2 separate regions of the Gasterosteus aculeatus genome follow, and region 2 is linked to region 1. The links are chromatin contacts, called in public Hi-C maps. All regions are on one chromosome and are shown on one strand. Each heading gives the region's core, a stretch centred on a gene start, on an enhancer-like site or on the middle of the called end of the contact. The rest is flanking DNA. Distances are from core to core; before and after follow the strand shown. Region 1 holds the start of ctps1a (CTP synthase 1a). Region 2 holds the start of pdik1l (PDLIM1 interacting kinase 1 like).

Region 1 (7,603 bases), core at 3,614-6,113:
AATGTTACTATTACACGACACATTTATTGACATTCAAATAATTTCTCCTTGGCAATTCCCGACTACTGGCTATTCAAAAGACACGTTAAAACATGATCCGTCCTGTTTATCAGTGTCCAAAAGCCTGAGAAACCGCCGTTGGACCATCGTGAGACATTGAGTTTGGCAGCAAACATCAAGCCGAGTCGAATCCTGCATGTTGCAGTTGGCAAACGGTTTGAAGGTGATACAAAGCGGCACCGCGTCGCTTTGATCTCTGCCACAGAGAGCAGAAGCTGAAAGCATTTGTGCACATGCAGCCTCCTCGCCGCCTCTCGGTGCACTGCTGCCCATGAAGTGGTTCATGATGTCATCGCGGTGGATGTTCTGCTCACCAAGTCGCCAAAGCGGGTCGCTGGGCGACGCGGCGTCGCCACGGCTCCCCGTGCACAGGTGCAACCAGAAGCGATGTCACTTGGCGTCAACTCTCTTTTCAAAAACCTGGAAAAAATGATTTTCTTTGGGTTTGAGCTGATGCACCTATGAATGCAACATGAAACTAAACACCTTGATATTTGTACCTTCACCTGCTATTCCCTTTAAATGACGACTAATGGACTGCAGAACAATGTGAAAGTCATCCCTTGCAATAAAGTCCCGTGCAAGTCTCTTCTTCACTGTGCAGTCTGTGCTTGGTTGTCAACTTCCTGCCGAGTATCGCTGTGTTACAACTGTTTACACGGTTGTCCTTGACGTCGGTCTTGGTTTCGAGATCGGTTTCAATTCCTCAAATTAGTGTTCTTGTGTCAGACTCTTGATGCCAAATAAGCACCTTGCTCACAGAGATCGTAGCGCGTCGGACTTCGGATTCCGGCGACGCAGGTCTGGATCGGAGGCCGCAGCAGTAAAAAAGGTTAAACACGTAGGGAAACAAACGAAATGCAAGTCATGCTCACTTGTGTGAGGGCGCTCTTTGGGCTGCACGGCTCAATTATCATCTCCTCTGCTCAAAGCAAAAACAGGAGATAGGAGATTCTCATCGTGTCGGATCAGTCTATGAAAACAAAAACGTTATTATGGAATATTTTAACGACATTGGGCGAGAAAATCTATTCAGGGATTCGCCCACGAGAAGAGAGGTGAGCGTCCCTCAAGCCCTCGACGGTCATTAGCGTGAAGACTTCAAAATGTAAAAGACGTTTTATAATTCAGTCCTCGCGCAGCCTGAGCGAGAAGGGAAAACCCTTTTCTCCCTTTGTACGGTTACTTTCCGAGGCAGTGGAGCCGGAACAAACATTTACATAACATACACTCAGCCCTGAAGAGCAAACAGACATCACTTTAAGAGCTCGGGGAAGCTTTTCATTTTTCAGTAGATTTTTTGGTAGATTAACCTTTGGCATTACTACTCAATGAACGACCTTTACAGGTACAAATTGGGGCAATATTCAGTTGTTTATTTCATGGGAGTTTGCTCTATAGCTTTAAGCATTTACCAGTAGTATTTATAATACCATTCATTTAGTGACCTTTGCTACAGGAACATTGTCATCGTCATTTTCTCCTGGAGACATTTTAACATTCGTTATAGTCACGTTCACCTTTGTAGATGACAGCATATTCGACAGCAACACAAATGTGTAAATGAAGGATTGAATATTGTTATTTTAAGGTAAACTTTGAGATGAACTTTATTCAGCTGTGTAGAGAAAAGCATTATGTGCCATTCATATATTATTAATCCACAAAAGAAAGCGCGGGATGTGCGTACCTGAGGGCCTTCGTTTATGTCAGAGGCGCGTTATATAACTGCGTGACAGTACAGCAGCTCAGCACGCCGACAAACCGCGCGTGCGTTAGTATTAACGGAGAGAGTGTGAGAAAGAGAGAGAGAGAGAGAGACTTTATCACCACGGCGTAAAACAAAGTAATCTACCCCCCCCCCCCCCCACTCACAGCTCCAGCGTGCTGTTTAACCCCCACATTATCACGGAAGCTGCAGTAAGACAGAGCTGCATTTTCCACGCTAGATGAGTGGGATAAAACTCGTGCAGAAATGGAGATTCTTTTTTTCATTTCACATGCGTCACCTTTCCTGGAAAAAAATTAATGTGGCCTATGAAGGACGTTCGAATGGCTTCCCTCTCTCTCTCAAACAGTGCAAAGTAATGTCTTGGCCTCGGGGACGTGTTTAGCATAGCTGCTAAGCTGACCCGTCTGACCTGGTCTAGCGTGCGCGCGCGGTCCACATGCCTCCAGGACGCCGCTTTCCCTGGCGGGCGCAAAAGGAACCACTTGGTTGAGAATGAAGATTGTCTGTAAGAGCCTTTGGTGACTTTCATTAGCTCGATGTTGTGTTCAAAGATAAGGAGACAGCGGCCGCCCGGCCTTCGGCTACCCGGCGCTCGCTCGCGTCACACAATGCGACATTTACACGGTTCTCCAAAGAACAAGAAGAAAAGATTTTCACATTCGCCTCTCAACGTGGCGACAACCTGATGACGGATTTGCATCTCTAATTAAGAAGTCTTCTCAATGTCGCATTCTCTACTTGTCTCTGCTGCCCCCCATAGTTCAACATTAGAGGAAAACGCCTCTTTGACAAGAAATGAGATGAGAAGATTGACGTCTATCTATGGAGTGGCATCGATCTTCTCTTCTTCCCGAGAGAGAAAATAAATATGCATACGCCCCCGAAATGTTGAACAATGTCTTTTGGAGGTGTACAAAGGAGAGCAGGAAGCGGACACTCACGCTGCCGGTAAGAATCTACGTTTGCACGAAATGAAGGAAGAAGAGTTTAATCTCGGACTGACCTGCCGCATTGTCTAATGGGAGGAAATGACTTGTGGTAAGGAGAGCGTCCAGCCCTTCTGTGGGAGTTTAATTAAATCACAGCCCTGGTCAAAAATGAATTAAAACCCTCATTAAGCCCCCCCCCCCTCCACTCCCCCCTGTGTGTTCCAGGGACTAAGTTGGCTGCTCGGGCTCACGAGTAGATATTTGGGTGTTACATGGAAGCATCACTCAGCCTCGCAGCTTTCCGTCTGTGAGTCAGCCATCAGTCACCAACTCCAGCATTTTGTTCTTTGGATCTGCAGTGCTGGTGCTCACCCACACACACACACACACACACACACACACACACACACACACAAGTGAACCCGGTCGCAGATGAGCCAAACGTCAGTAAGCTCTGTGGACGCCTTGTTGTTTCAAATGGAACCAGTCACAGTTTGACGTAATTTGCGTCAGCGGTGCTGCCTGAGCGGACTTCACATCTCACTGAGCACAATGGGGATAACACACTGCGATCCACATCACAAGATCATTGACCTTTCCACAGCGCACTGTAACTAACCACTTTAGGCCGTGGTTGTTTATTATAGGGAGCCGAGCAGCGGAAAAGTGTTGTTTTGTGTCGGGCAGAGCAAAGAGGAACACGTGTGTTGTGAGGCCCACAGGAGAACATCTCTGAGCATTTAAGCGTTTTCTACTGCGGGATCAATTCAGCCGCGCTTTGCTGCTTCTGAGCAGCAGCTTGCATTATCGCGGGAGTCACGCTGATACACCGTTACACCCGCGTTGTTACGCCATTGAAGCGTGTCCCTATTCTCAAAACACGGCCGTTTGCTCTTACAATTAAGAAAATAAAACATGTGAATGAATTGATTTCGTGGTGTATTGTTTATATGCTCCTCTGAATCCAACATGCTAAGAGTTTGAGATAAATACATTGTGTGATCTGTGAACAGCAGGCTACAGGCCTCACATTAGGAAATACTACTCTTTTTTTTTTCTATGGTCAAATATGAGCCCTGAAATGTGAAGCACGAGCTCCCCCTGCTGACTGGAAGACGTAACGAGTGCTGCCTTCAGGTGCTCATGAAAGGCGATGAAGCATCGTGGTTTTGTTGTGAAAGCCACAGTAAAGTACAGTACTGTGGTGGAGTTTTTGCAGTACTTGCATTTAACTTGCATTTTAACCATATCTATGTTATGCTATACTGCTAACTCAATGCAATTCTGAATTAAATACAGAACTTTTACCGTACTACACTTTTTTATTGCAGTAGTTATACATTTTTTACATAAAAAACACATCATCAAAGAGTGAGGTGTTCTTTGGATGAGGCTCAAAAATTCACAGGAAAAAAAAACACGCGCCTTGCAGATTTCTTGAGATCTTTGTGTATGAGGTTGCTAAAATATCTTCACCTCAAACCATTTACTACGTGCTAATAATATTCCAGTGATATGATGTGACAATCTGAAAGCGCTGCATTTTGAGTACAATTACTTTCGATACTTTAATGTGGACTTAATTCTGCACATTTCTTACATTTTACTCATGTAAAATTTTGAATGCATGACCTTCACCTGTAGTTCATTATTGTTTTGTAGTATTGCTACTAATGCTACTACTTGCTCACAAATATGGTATAGAATTTAGATGTTAAGTACAGCAATGAAAGAAGGGTTTAATGACGGCACCAGACAATTGAGCTAAAGATAATGAATAATGAAAAATAAATAACTCCAAAGCCCTTTATAAAAAGTATAAATTGTAAAATTATTCCATTTTCTTGTGGACAGTTCTCTCCCATAAAACAAACATTTGTCCATTATCCCAACCCCATCGCCGTTGGGCCATTAGAAACTGTGATTGATGTGATTTTCATATGGTAAGTTCGTTGGTTTTAAACTTGAAACCCTCGAATTCAACTTTAGTCGAATGCATCAAACGACCCTTTAAAGGGTCCCTTACACCCTAAAAAAAAAAAGATTAAAAACACCAAACCTAGAGAATGTAGGCCGCTTTGATGGTTAACATTAAATCGCGTTGATTTTGAGATGGTGCGGTACTGGCCTGGTTCCTGCAGGGGGCAGCAGAGCACCTGCAGCGGACGCTGACTGCCGTAAAACCCCCACAGAAGAAGACACACAAGAGCGCGCTCCCCGGCGTGTGAATCGTGATGAGAGATGTAAGTGCGGCCCTGAGTCGTGGTCCAAACACGTGTGGAGTGAATCGTAGGACAGATGCTACTGTAGCGCAGCGCGGGGACGAACAAAAGCGTCGCTGTAAAGGGGCGAAAAAAATATTTTTCGGCAAAACGTCTCGTGGACTGTTTTTGGTCGTTTGAGATTCACTTTGAAGAGTAAGCTGTGGCTGAAGAATATTTTGGTGAGTTGAAGTGTGATACGGTTAGCTAATGTTAGCAGACACTGTTGCATATCAAGCACAATAACAACAATCAAAATAAAACTATAAACTGCCGTGGTAGCGACTCAGTATCGTGTCTGATTACATTGTCACGGTGGTCTCGAGATCGAAAAAGTGGATGAAGTCGACAATAGTATTTCACAGTTTTGTCGCTGTGCTTTTATTGTGAAAGTTGGTACCTAAGTCACGTTAACTGCGATCCCGGGTTGGCGGGTTTGATGCTGTGAAATGGAAATCGAAAACGAGTATCAGTATTTACAGACCGTGGTGTTTGGGACCACGTTGTTGAATAAACACATGGCGGTTTAACCATTGTTTTTATTGTTCACCAAAATGTTCTCTGGCTTTGTTCTAAAATATTATTTTGATATAGATCGTTGATATGCGTTATATCTATTGTTATGCTCAACTCAAAAGTGCACCTTAATTACAGTGAGTAAATACACTCGTGGATGTTGTTTGTGTTACACTCATGGTCCACTTAATGAATTTACTCATCCTACTTCGATCGCCACTAATCTGTCATCCATCTCCAGAAACCAGGGCACAATGATGAAGTACATCCTGGTAACTGGAGGAGTCATCTCCGGCATCGGCAAAGGCATCATCGCGAGCAGCGTGGGCACGATCCTGAAGTCCTGCGGCCTGCATGTGACCGCCATCAAGATCGACCCGTACATCAACATCGACGCGGGCACGTTTTCGCCCTACGAGCACGGTACGTCAGAGGAGGTGATCGTTCCGGGGGTTAAACGGGTGCACGTTACTTATTATTTTATTTTTTCACGATGGTGTCGTGCGTCACTTTGTCCAGGGGAGGTGTTTGTTCTGGATGACGGCGGCGAGGTGGACTTGGACCTGGGGAACTACGAACGTTTCCTCGACATCCGGCTGACCAGAGACAACAACTTAACCACCGGCAAAATCTACCAGTCGGTCATCAACAAAGAGAGGAGGGGAGACTACCTGGGAAAGACTGTGCAGGGTAAACAGACGCTGTCCCGAGCTTGGTGTAGGGGGGGGGGCATGCACGAGAGAAATTGTTAACAAATAATCGTCTTTCTTCCTCTTCTCCAGTGGTGCCTCACATCACGGACGCCATCCAGGAATGGGTGGTGAAACAGGCCACGGTGCCGGTGGATGACGACGGCCTCAAACCGCAAGTTTGTGTAATAGAGGTACGCCGAGCATTAACGAGTTATAACGCCGGAACGCGCGCCAGCCAAGCGATGGTCTCTGCGCGGATTCCTCCGCTGGGCTGAGAATGCTTCTCTTGCTCGTTTGCAGTTGGGAGGCACCGTCGGCGACATAGAGAGCATGCCTTTCGTCGAGGCCTTCAGGCAGTTCCAGTTTAAAGTGAAGAGGGAGAACTTCTGCAACATTCACGTCAGCCTGATACCACAGGTGAGCGAGCAGCTCCCGTCCACGACAAGTGGCTTTAAGCACAGTCTGCCTCAAAAGAGAAGGGGAACCACTATTAACATTGACACAATCTCTGGTAATGCACCATAACGATACGAACGTGTCTCTCCAATGTCATCACACGCCAAATCAGTCGGTGAATCCGACTGAGTCCGACGAGCACGAACAGAGAATGTGGGGATTTAACTTGTGTGTCGCGACGTCTCCCTCGTTCTGTCCAGCCCAGCGCGACCGGAGAGCAAAAGACCAAACCAACACAGAACAGCGTCAGGGAGCTGAGGGGACTGGGGTTGTCGCCCGACCTGGTGAGTCGTCATCGGCGCTGCGCTCCGCGGCACCAGTTCAGCCGGAGGTTTTGTCCCTCATATAAATCGTATAAATGTAGGATTTACTTGGCGGCGAATTAAAAATACGTCCAAGTCCAACCTTTTTTTAACATGCGTCTCTCTTTGCACGGATCTGTAACCCTCCGACGCGGTCTCTGGTTTCCCGCCTTTGCCGACAGATCATGTGCCGCTGCTCCACCGCTCTGGAGAACTCGGTCAAAGAGAAGATCTCCATGTTCTGCCACGTCGAGCCCGAACAGGTACGTCGCGCCAAAAGACGTCATTCCCGCCGTCTTTTTGGACCACTGTCTGACCCTCCCTCCCCGGCCGGTCCCAGGTCATCTGTGTGCACGACGTGTCGTCCATCTACAAAGTGCCGCTGCTGCTGGAGCAGCAGGGCGTGGTGGGCTACCTCAGCAGGAGACTCAACATGCCCATCGAGACTCGGCCCAGGAAGATGCTGACAAAATGGAAGGAGATGTCCGACAGGTGAGTCTCCCAACCGATGGAAACCACCCCCCCCCCCCGTTTTACGTTCATTCATCCTGCAGACCGCTCGTAACCTTGATGTTTATACTGGAGATGCGCTCCTGACGCTTGTCTTCGCAGGTCGGACCGGCTGCTGGAGCACTGCTCTATCGCGCTGGTTGGG
Region 2 (7,603 bases), core at 1,354-3,853, 170 kb before region 1:
CACCAGCAGGAGAGGAAAGTGGTTCCCTCTAAATGTTGAAGCGTATTTGCAAAGGTTCAAGTGTCGTGTTGTCACGACCTGCCCTACGCCATGACATCCACATGGCCTCACTGAGCTACATAGCTAACAGGTTAGCCGGCTGGCTCGCTAAGCAGGCATTAGCATTGTTTAGTTTCCTGGTTCTGGAGTGTGTTCATACTCAGGGAGTCTTAACGTGTAAAAGGATCGAAGAACTGGTTTATTGATGAGCGTTGAGTAGCCTGTTCTCAGCTGGAGCCAACGTGCGTTTAGCCGAGCCTAGCGACAAGCGTGAAAGCTCATAGGAAAAGATTTTATATTGTGATAAATGAAGATATTATTTTGTTGTGTCTTTATAGATGTTGGTAGGTCATAAAAAAGCCAGGCTAATGGTTCCTGTCGGTCGCTGCTTCGGGGAGGAAACAGCTTTAGTTTCACTTTGCAGTGGAAATGTAAGAAATCATCAATGATATCGTTGATAAAAATCACCATTGATAAAAACCCAACAATGCAGTTTTACGGTAACAAGTTGACTCACTAAAGTAGTAAATTAAAACAGGTAATCACTAAATAAGCTCTGGAATGGCACTATATTTTAAAATGTTGTTTTCTTAAATTGTAAATATCCAGTGTTTTTTATTTTTCCCTCCCGCGTTTTAATATAATGTCCGTGATGTTTCTGCATGATAATGAGTAGAATAACAGAATAGCTGTTTCATGTAAAATGGGGACCGGCGACTGAGCGCAGTGATTTCACAGCACACAGGGGCTCCAGAAGCATCATTATTGATCATCATTAACGATCATTATGTGCCTGAGTTCACCGTGCTGCGCTCACGGTGCTGCAGCACGATGGGGTCTAATCTGCCACGTGCAACGCTCTGGTCCCAGTGTTGTGTTGTTTTCTTGTTGTTTGTATTGCTTCTTATGTGCGACCAAGACGGAACACGTCTTGTCAGAAATCTATACAAGTCTACCTCAGGTGTGATTTTGGACAGCTTGAGAAAAGCACGTCCAAAAAACTTTTTTGTATGTATTGTAAATCTTTTGTGTAGTGGTCCATACAAGTATTTATTACTTTGTCTTTTTTTTTAATCTTCTTTCTAGCGTGTTGTGTGCTACCTCAAAGAACATATTCAACATTTGTTTCTGGTATCTTTGTGCCTGTTGTTGTGGTGCTTTTTAAAGACCTCTTAGCCTCCTTTCAGGAAATAGAGAGACACGAGAGATCTGCTAAATGTACAAATAAGATCTTCACTCGCAATCTTCGAACAAAAAGCCATATCTTTACTTACCAGAGCAGACACAGCCACAAGTTCTGGCTCTCTGGAGTCCATTCGCTTTAACACGCATGGTAGAGAATGTTTGGATTGTTTGTATTTCTTTGGATCGTCCCTCCGCCGCGCTTTGTTTTGTATCGTGCTGCAATACAAAGGTAATAAAAGATCTAACAGAACGTTTGTGTTTTATCTACCCGGTTTAATATCTATAAAGGCTTTATGATAATGACTCAAACATTTGTGAGAAATGCATTCCATGTTCACATTTTAAGTATCTTTTGAAGCAGTAAAGAATGACGAATGAAGTATTCAACAAGACAATTGAACATCATCCTCAATCAATCTAAAACAGTTTAATTGGGATTCTTGCATTGACATAATGATATTTTTATGATGTTGTGCCTGGTATTTGTCAATAGAAAAAATATGAATTACAGTAAAAAAACGGATGCACAAAACAAAGAATCATTCCAAACGTTTGAAGAGTCTATAAGAATCTATACGTTCTGTAATTGCTCTAAATGAACATCAAGGAAGGAATACAGATATTTTAGTTATCTAAAGATAAAAGTTAAACTCATCAGCCTCAAGTTACTCAGCAACAGTATACATGTAAAGAAAGTGCATCTTTATGGACTTTTATCACATGTCTTTGTCAGTGTGTCAAATAATATTTCAGCGCTGTAGATGCATAGAATTGTGCAGGTGTTCATGTTCTTCTGTCCTCCCGTTGTTAGTAACAGTTGGGTTTGAAGGGGAGGGCAAAGGGCCTCCACATTATACTAATTGGTTGCCTATTATGCGGGGAACTTTATAAAACTAACCAGATTTCACCTATAGGGCCGAAAACTGCTGTTACTTTCCTTCAGAATAAAGTATGTAATTGTCCCTGTGGAAAAAAAGAACTGATCTATTAAATTGAGACATTATAAATGTGTAGCTGTAATATCATGTGTATCAGGCTTTCATTAGAAATCGTGCCTCTTGTGAATTTGGTGTATAATGCATTTTATTACGTTCAGGCTAAAGACACTTTTAGTGTAATTTTATTACCCGAAGCTATGTTTCAAAACTCAACACCTATTTATGAAAACACACACAATAGTACAAATCTGTGAAGGGGAATTAACCAGGAGGTATGAATGTTATTAATAAGTTCCTGGTATCCACTAAATTTGAATCTAATCTATCTTTTGTGGCCCGTACATTTCCCGGTACATGTACGCGAATGTTTCAAATTCTGCACCGCATCATATCCCATGTTTCACTGCTCCCTCGCAATCAGGCGTCTTATTTTGAAACGCGCTGCCGGAAGTCGCTTCGCTGTGGGGGCCACCTGACCGCGCGAGCTGAGAACGTGTGCGGCGCTAATGGCTGCCAGGGAGAGAGAGGAAGACAACAAATGAACCCCAGAGGAAAAGATTCAAAGGTGGGTCTGATAGGATGACAACTTGCGGCACATCCACCGCGGCACCTCCCGCGCTGGGACCATTGTCTCTCCCGCTGTTGCTACTCGTCCGCTCGGCTCGCAGGTGTGTTTGGAGGAAGATTTGATGGCACACACACACACACGCACGCACGCACACACACAAAAACGTGCACGTAGGCGAACACACGCATGACCCGAGCGTTGGTTCACGTTAGCAGCCGCGGGTTTGACTCCCCGTTTAAAGGGCTGCGCTCCGGCGCCCGCGCGCGTGCGTCTCCCGGCCGAGCGCGTGAGAGCCGGACTCTTTGTTAGCGGCCGTTGACGTCCTTAAGCTAGCTAATGACGCTAGCGTCATTAGCTAGCGTTAGCCGCGGGTGGTCCGGCCACACGGCGGTTGGCCCGTCAGCCAATCGGCCGTGTGCTCGTGTAAATTAGCCCCGCTAGCGAGTTGGTTTACGCTCCGTTCAGAGAGACTCAGGTTTTCACTCCCGACTTTTTGAGAGCCAGCTGATCCACAAGCGCGTGTCTACGGTCACATTTAATGAGCGTCAAAGTTATGACGTTGGTCCACTGAACAGTCACGTCCAGGTGAGCTTGAACTCTCAATGCGAAGGTAACGATTGTGAGTTTTGTTGCGTTGTTTACTTTATTTTGGGTCAGTTTGGTGAACAGATTGAAAGTTGTAGTTTAATAGTTTTTAATAAGGTCAATTAAAGAGGTTGTCTGAATGGGTTAAATTTAGATTGGCATATGCCATTTGAATAATTATTTAATTATGTATTATGCAACTATTATAGTATTATTAATACTAATAACAAAGTTATGCTTCATTGTCCAAGGAGTCCATTAATCAGATAATTGTGAAATACATTAACAATTAAGGCCATAATAAAACATTTTTACATTCTGTATTTCCTGCTTACTGGACGCGACGATGTGCTGCTGTTCATTTGTATTCTATGATGTAACTTTAATATCTTTGGATTTTGTTGTCACCCTGCACTAATTCATTATTTGATTATTAATTTCACATCTACTCTTTACGAAGCAGTATTTTCATCCAGTCACATGGGCTGAATTCATTAGGATACCTGGTTGCAAAAGCGAGAGTATTTGCCCCGACAGGTGTATCGGGATTATGTTACCAAACAATAAGGATGAGCGACTCATGGCATGATTTACTGACCCGTGAGCTTTTTTCCACACATCTCATTTTAAACGTAAACTAATTTGCAGCACAAGGCCTGAGTGGCACGGTGAACTATGGGGGAGAATCACATGCTGTAAAACGCAATAACCTTGTGACAGATACCAGTTTGTGAAACCAGCTGTCACTTTTTAACTCAGTGGCACATTGTTGTGGCTCTGAAATGAGGTGCGGTTGGACACGCAGTCCTGTGAATGTGCTGATAACGTTTGTGCAGGAGTGGGTCGTAGGTTGCCTCATTAAGTTGTCTTTTTAATAAAGCGATTCCCACAGCCGCTGTTCTTATATGATGTGCTCTGCCGTCGTATTGGATCACAATAACAGACGCAACAAGGGATGGTGTGGACGAAGTATTATTGTTTATGCTTGAGGAAGCAAGAGCACATGTCAATTATGTATCAAACTACCAGCCGCCATCTTTCCCCGGCATGCCAATCAAGTTGGGATTGAGGCAGTCACATCCGTATAAACCCTCCAGGGGAGAATTTAGATCTACTGATGTACTGGAAACAAGGGCGAGAAGAGTGTATCCCAATTTTAAGAGAAATGCTCTTTGTGTTTAGGGAAAGATGTCAGGTTTACTGGTCCACAGGAGGGAGCAACATTAAAATAAATTAGACTTTTAAGGATGTCTTGGGGGGTCTTGCCCTGAGAGAAAAAGCCTAATAATATACTAATAAATATAAATAAATAAATATTCATATCTTTTTTTTTTTTTATATTTGAAAAAATAAAAATGAAAGCGCACACAACCAAAGCAATCCTTTGGATGCTTGCGTGATTGTTGCTGTAGCCTCATAAGTGAACACGCCTGCTCTTTGTCCACAGTGAGGACTAGGATGGTAAGCAGCCAGCCGAAGTACGAGCTGATCCAGGTGGTGGGTCGGGGCAGTTACGGCGTGGTCTATGAGGCGGTGGTGAAGCGCACGGGGGCCCGGGTGGCGGTGAAGAAGATCCGCTGCCACTCTCCGGAGAATGTGGAACTGGCACTGCGGGAGTTCTGGGCCCTCAGCAGCATCCAAAGCCAGCACCCGAACGTCATCCACCTGGAGGAGTGTATCCTGCAGCGGGACCAGCTGGCCCAGAGGATGAACCACGGCTCCAGCGCTCCGCTCTACCTGGAGGTGAGGAGACACCATTCACTTCACTTTACCCGTTTGGCACGGCGGTGATGCTGCAGTGGTGTTGCCTGATAAAGATGGTACACACAAACATAATATTGGCGACACCATGTAGCATTTAGGTCGTGAATTGATGTTGATTTCCTCTTTTATGTGGCCAAACACTGAATGTTTGTAGCTAAGACAAATAATCTGGACTTTTACTTGGAGTTGCTGGGCTAGAAGCGTCACTGAGGGATTCTTAGCTGAGGTTACACTCTTTTTATATATATTTTTTTTGTCTGCAAAGAGGTGTTGCAAAGGTTAATGACGGATGGGTGGCGGCCTCATAAAACACAATCCGACCCCTTCATCACAAGCAGCAATAGCATCTGATTAACTTTTCTTCAGAGTTCATCAAGGCCATAAATTGTATAAATAATGCAAAAGTTGACAGGACAGTTTCTGGCCAATCGTTGGTAGTGCTGGCCATCAGAGTTTTATTCTTCTTTTTCTTTTCTACTGTGTCCTCCAGGTTTGCATTAGTTTTCGATAGACACAAAGTAGCGCTCGCCTGTGCTTTATAATAAGGAGGAATAACCAGACTGTCAAGTGCGGGACAATTAGCGGCAGTAGAAATGCAGCTCTGGATACCAGATAAGTGTCAGACAACATCTCGCCTACAGCTGTCCGTGTTGCTAACATATGCTCTTGGAAAATACCGAATAGTAACTGTGGCTCTGGGAGAAAACGACGGCGTGTTATTATATTGTAGTCTATCATGATTAGTGGAAATGATTTGGTCATTAGCTCGGGCTGGCGGCCCCAACAACCATAAACCTCAATTTTTAATTGGCTGCGTCAGATCAGTCAATGTTATCTTATTATCTGCCTCGCACAGTTGCCCTTTACCTCGGACTGTTGCTGCTTACACGCCTACCAGCAGCAGATCGTGTTAATAACTGCGTGCTGAATCTTTGTTGGCAAGTACCAAGGACAAACATTCCGCTCCAGGAGTCGCAGACATGCTGGCGGATCTCAGCCAGGAGGGGAATCTAGCTCAACCCGCTGTAATCAAAATGATATGTAATGCGTTGGAAGCCTGTTTTCATTCACTAAGTGTACCACGTTAGCGGCCGACACGCTTAGCCTATTTGTCCCCCCCCACTGTTGACATATTGCCGTTGAGTAACTCTTCTGAGACGACGTAGAAAAATATCAGGCGCTCCAAACACTGGCACTTGGAATAATCAATAACCGCGTGCGTGCGAAGCATAAGCAGAGGAACTGGAAGCCGGTAGTTGGGTTTGTGATGTCTCCGGCCTCTCGTGTCCCCGCAGTCACATAAAGGAGTCGCCTCCCTGCCTGATTACAGGCTGTCGGCGGCGCGCGGGGCTTTTGTCAGACCGCGCGTTCTGTTTTTCTGCTGCGCTGGCATTGGACACACTCCCAGAATCCCCTTTTCATTCCAGCCCCCTTTATTATTATTTTTTTTTTATTGCTCTGTAATGTTCCAGTGCGTGCGTACAGAAAGAACAAATGGTAATAGGGCGGAATTATCCGACCGCGCCGACTGTGGGCCGATCTGCATCCCTTCTTTCTCCGGCTTCTGCGGCTCGTGGCCCGTCGGGACAATTTTCAGCCATTTGTTTCCAGCAGGGGTTCCACTGGGAACTGTCTACTGCAACCATTCAGAGCGTTTGTGTTGCCTATGAATGACATGGCATCCGAAAAGCTCAGTGTGTGGTTGTAGCCGGCCTCATCTGACACTGGAACCGGTTTTTGCTCTTCAACAAACAGTAACTTTAAGGACACAGACACTTCTCCCTCCTTTCAATCGACTTCTTGTTTGACTTTTTAATGTTATTTCAACTACCTTCATTGCTTACGGCCTTTTCCTACCAGGCGTGTGAGTTGTGTGAGAAAGTAATCATCACCAAACAGTTAAAAAAGGTATTTGGACATGCGAGATGATGTAGATGTACAGATGCAGCTGTGATGTAGTCGAGATTATTTTATTGCAGAGCTGCAGCTTTTCAGTGTCTAATATAAAACGCCGTCAATCATATTCCAGGAACGCATCCCCTTTAATCTTAATTTAATGTGAGACGGATAAACCCTCACTGGTTGGTGGTCTGCCGTCAAAAAGGGAGATTAAATGAACTCCCTTCCTGCAGCAGGTATAAAAGATGAGAGGCCTCTCTTGCACTTTCTGGTTGGATGCTAAACTGCGTTTGGTTGTCTCAGTTCCTGTACATCTGTTATGAATACAAAGCTTGTTCAATTCTGAGTGACATTTTCTCCCCCTTTTACACCGCAGAGATGTTTCCCACTGTATCAATAATCACGTCCGCTAGACGCAACCGCGGTGATATAATCGATCTGTCTGTTGTGATTTGATCTAACGCTTGACACAGAGCTCACACTCTTTGTTCAATAGCCATTTGTTTTTGTGTCAAATCTTTTGCCGTGTTCAGGAAAGTTGCAGTAACTCTGCAGGTTAGAGTTTATTCACTTGCATGGTGTGACGTTAGTTTCACTATTGGAGATGTGGAGATGTTTTTGTTAA

What was found. Hi-C and Micro-C count contacts between places; a contact is called where the count stands out from the background.
Region 2: a Hi-C map of whole body shows a contact between it and region 1, with 4 times the contacts expected there. The contact joins the promoter of pdik1l here to the promoter of ctps1a in region 1. A contact is called at or near these places in 3 of 6 Hi-C or Micro-C datasets (skeletal muscle and whole body).

What each region holds. Positions count from the first base shown.
Region 1 is chr10:14,362,068-14,369,670 of fGasAcu3.hap1.1, reverse strand. It overlaps ctps1a (CTP synthase 1a), which reads left to right and starts at 4,863. Exons shown (of 18, transcript XM_078080903.1): 1 at 4,863-5,164; 2 at 5,740-5,921; 3 at 6,018-6,188; 4 at 6,281-6,381; 5 at 6,491-6,607; 6 at 6,847-6,930; 7 at 7,131-7,211; 8 at 7,289-7,440; 9 at 7,561-7,603. The coding sequence starts at 5,753. The region is part of intron 1 of rpl15 (ribosomal protein L15); the gene reads right to left.
Region 2 is chr10:14,529,015-14,536,617 of fGasAcu3.hap1.1, reverse strand. pdik1l (PDLIM1 interacting kinase 1 like) reads left to right here and starts at 2,603. Exons shown (of 3, transcript XM_040188840.2): 1 at 2,603-2,727; 2 at 4,763-5,058. The coding sequence starts at 4,774. The region is part of intron 1 of rpl15 (ribosomal protein L15); the gene reads right to left. LOC120826492 (protein lin-28 homolog A) reads left to right here. Exons shown (of 4, transcript XM_040188844.2): 4 at 1-1,474.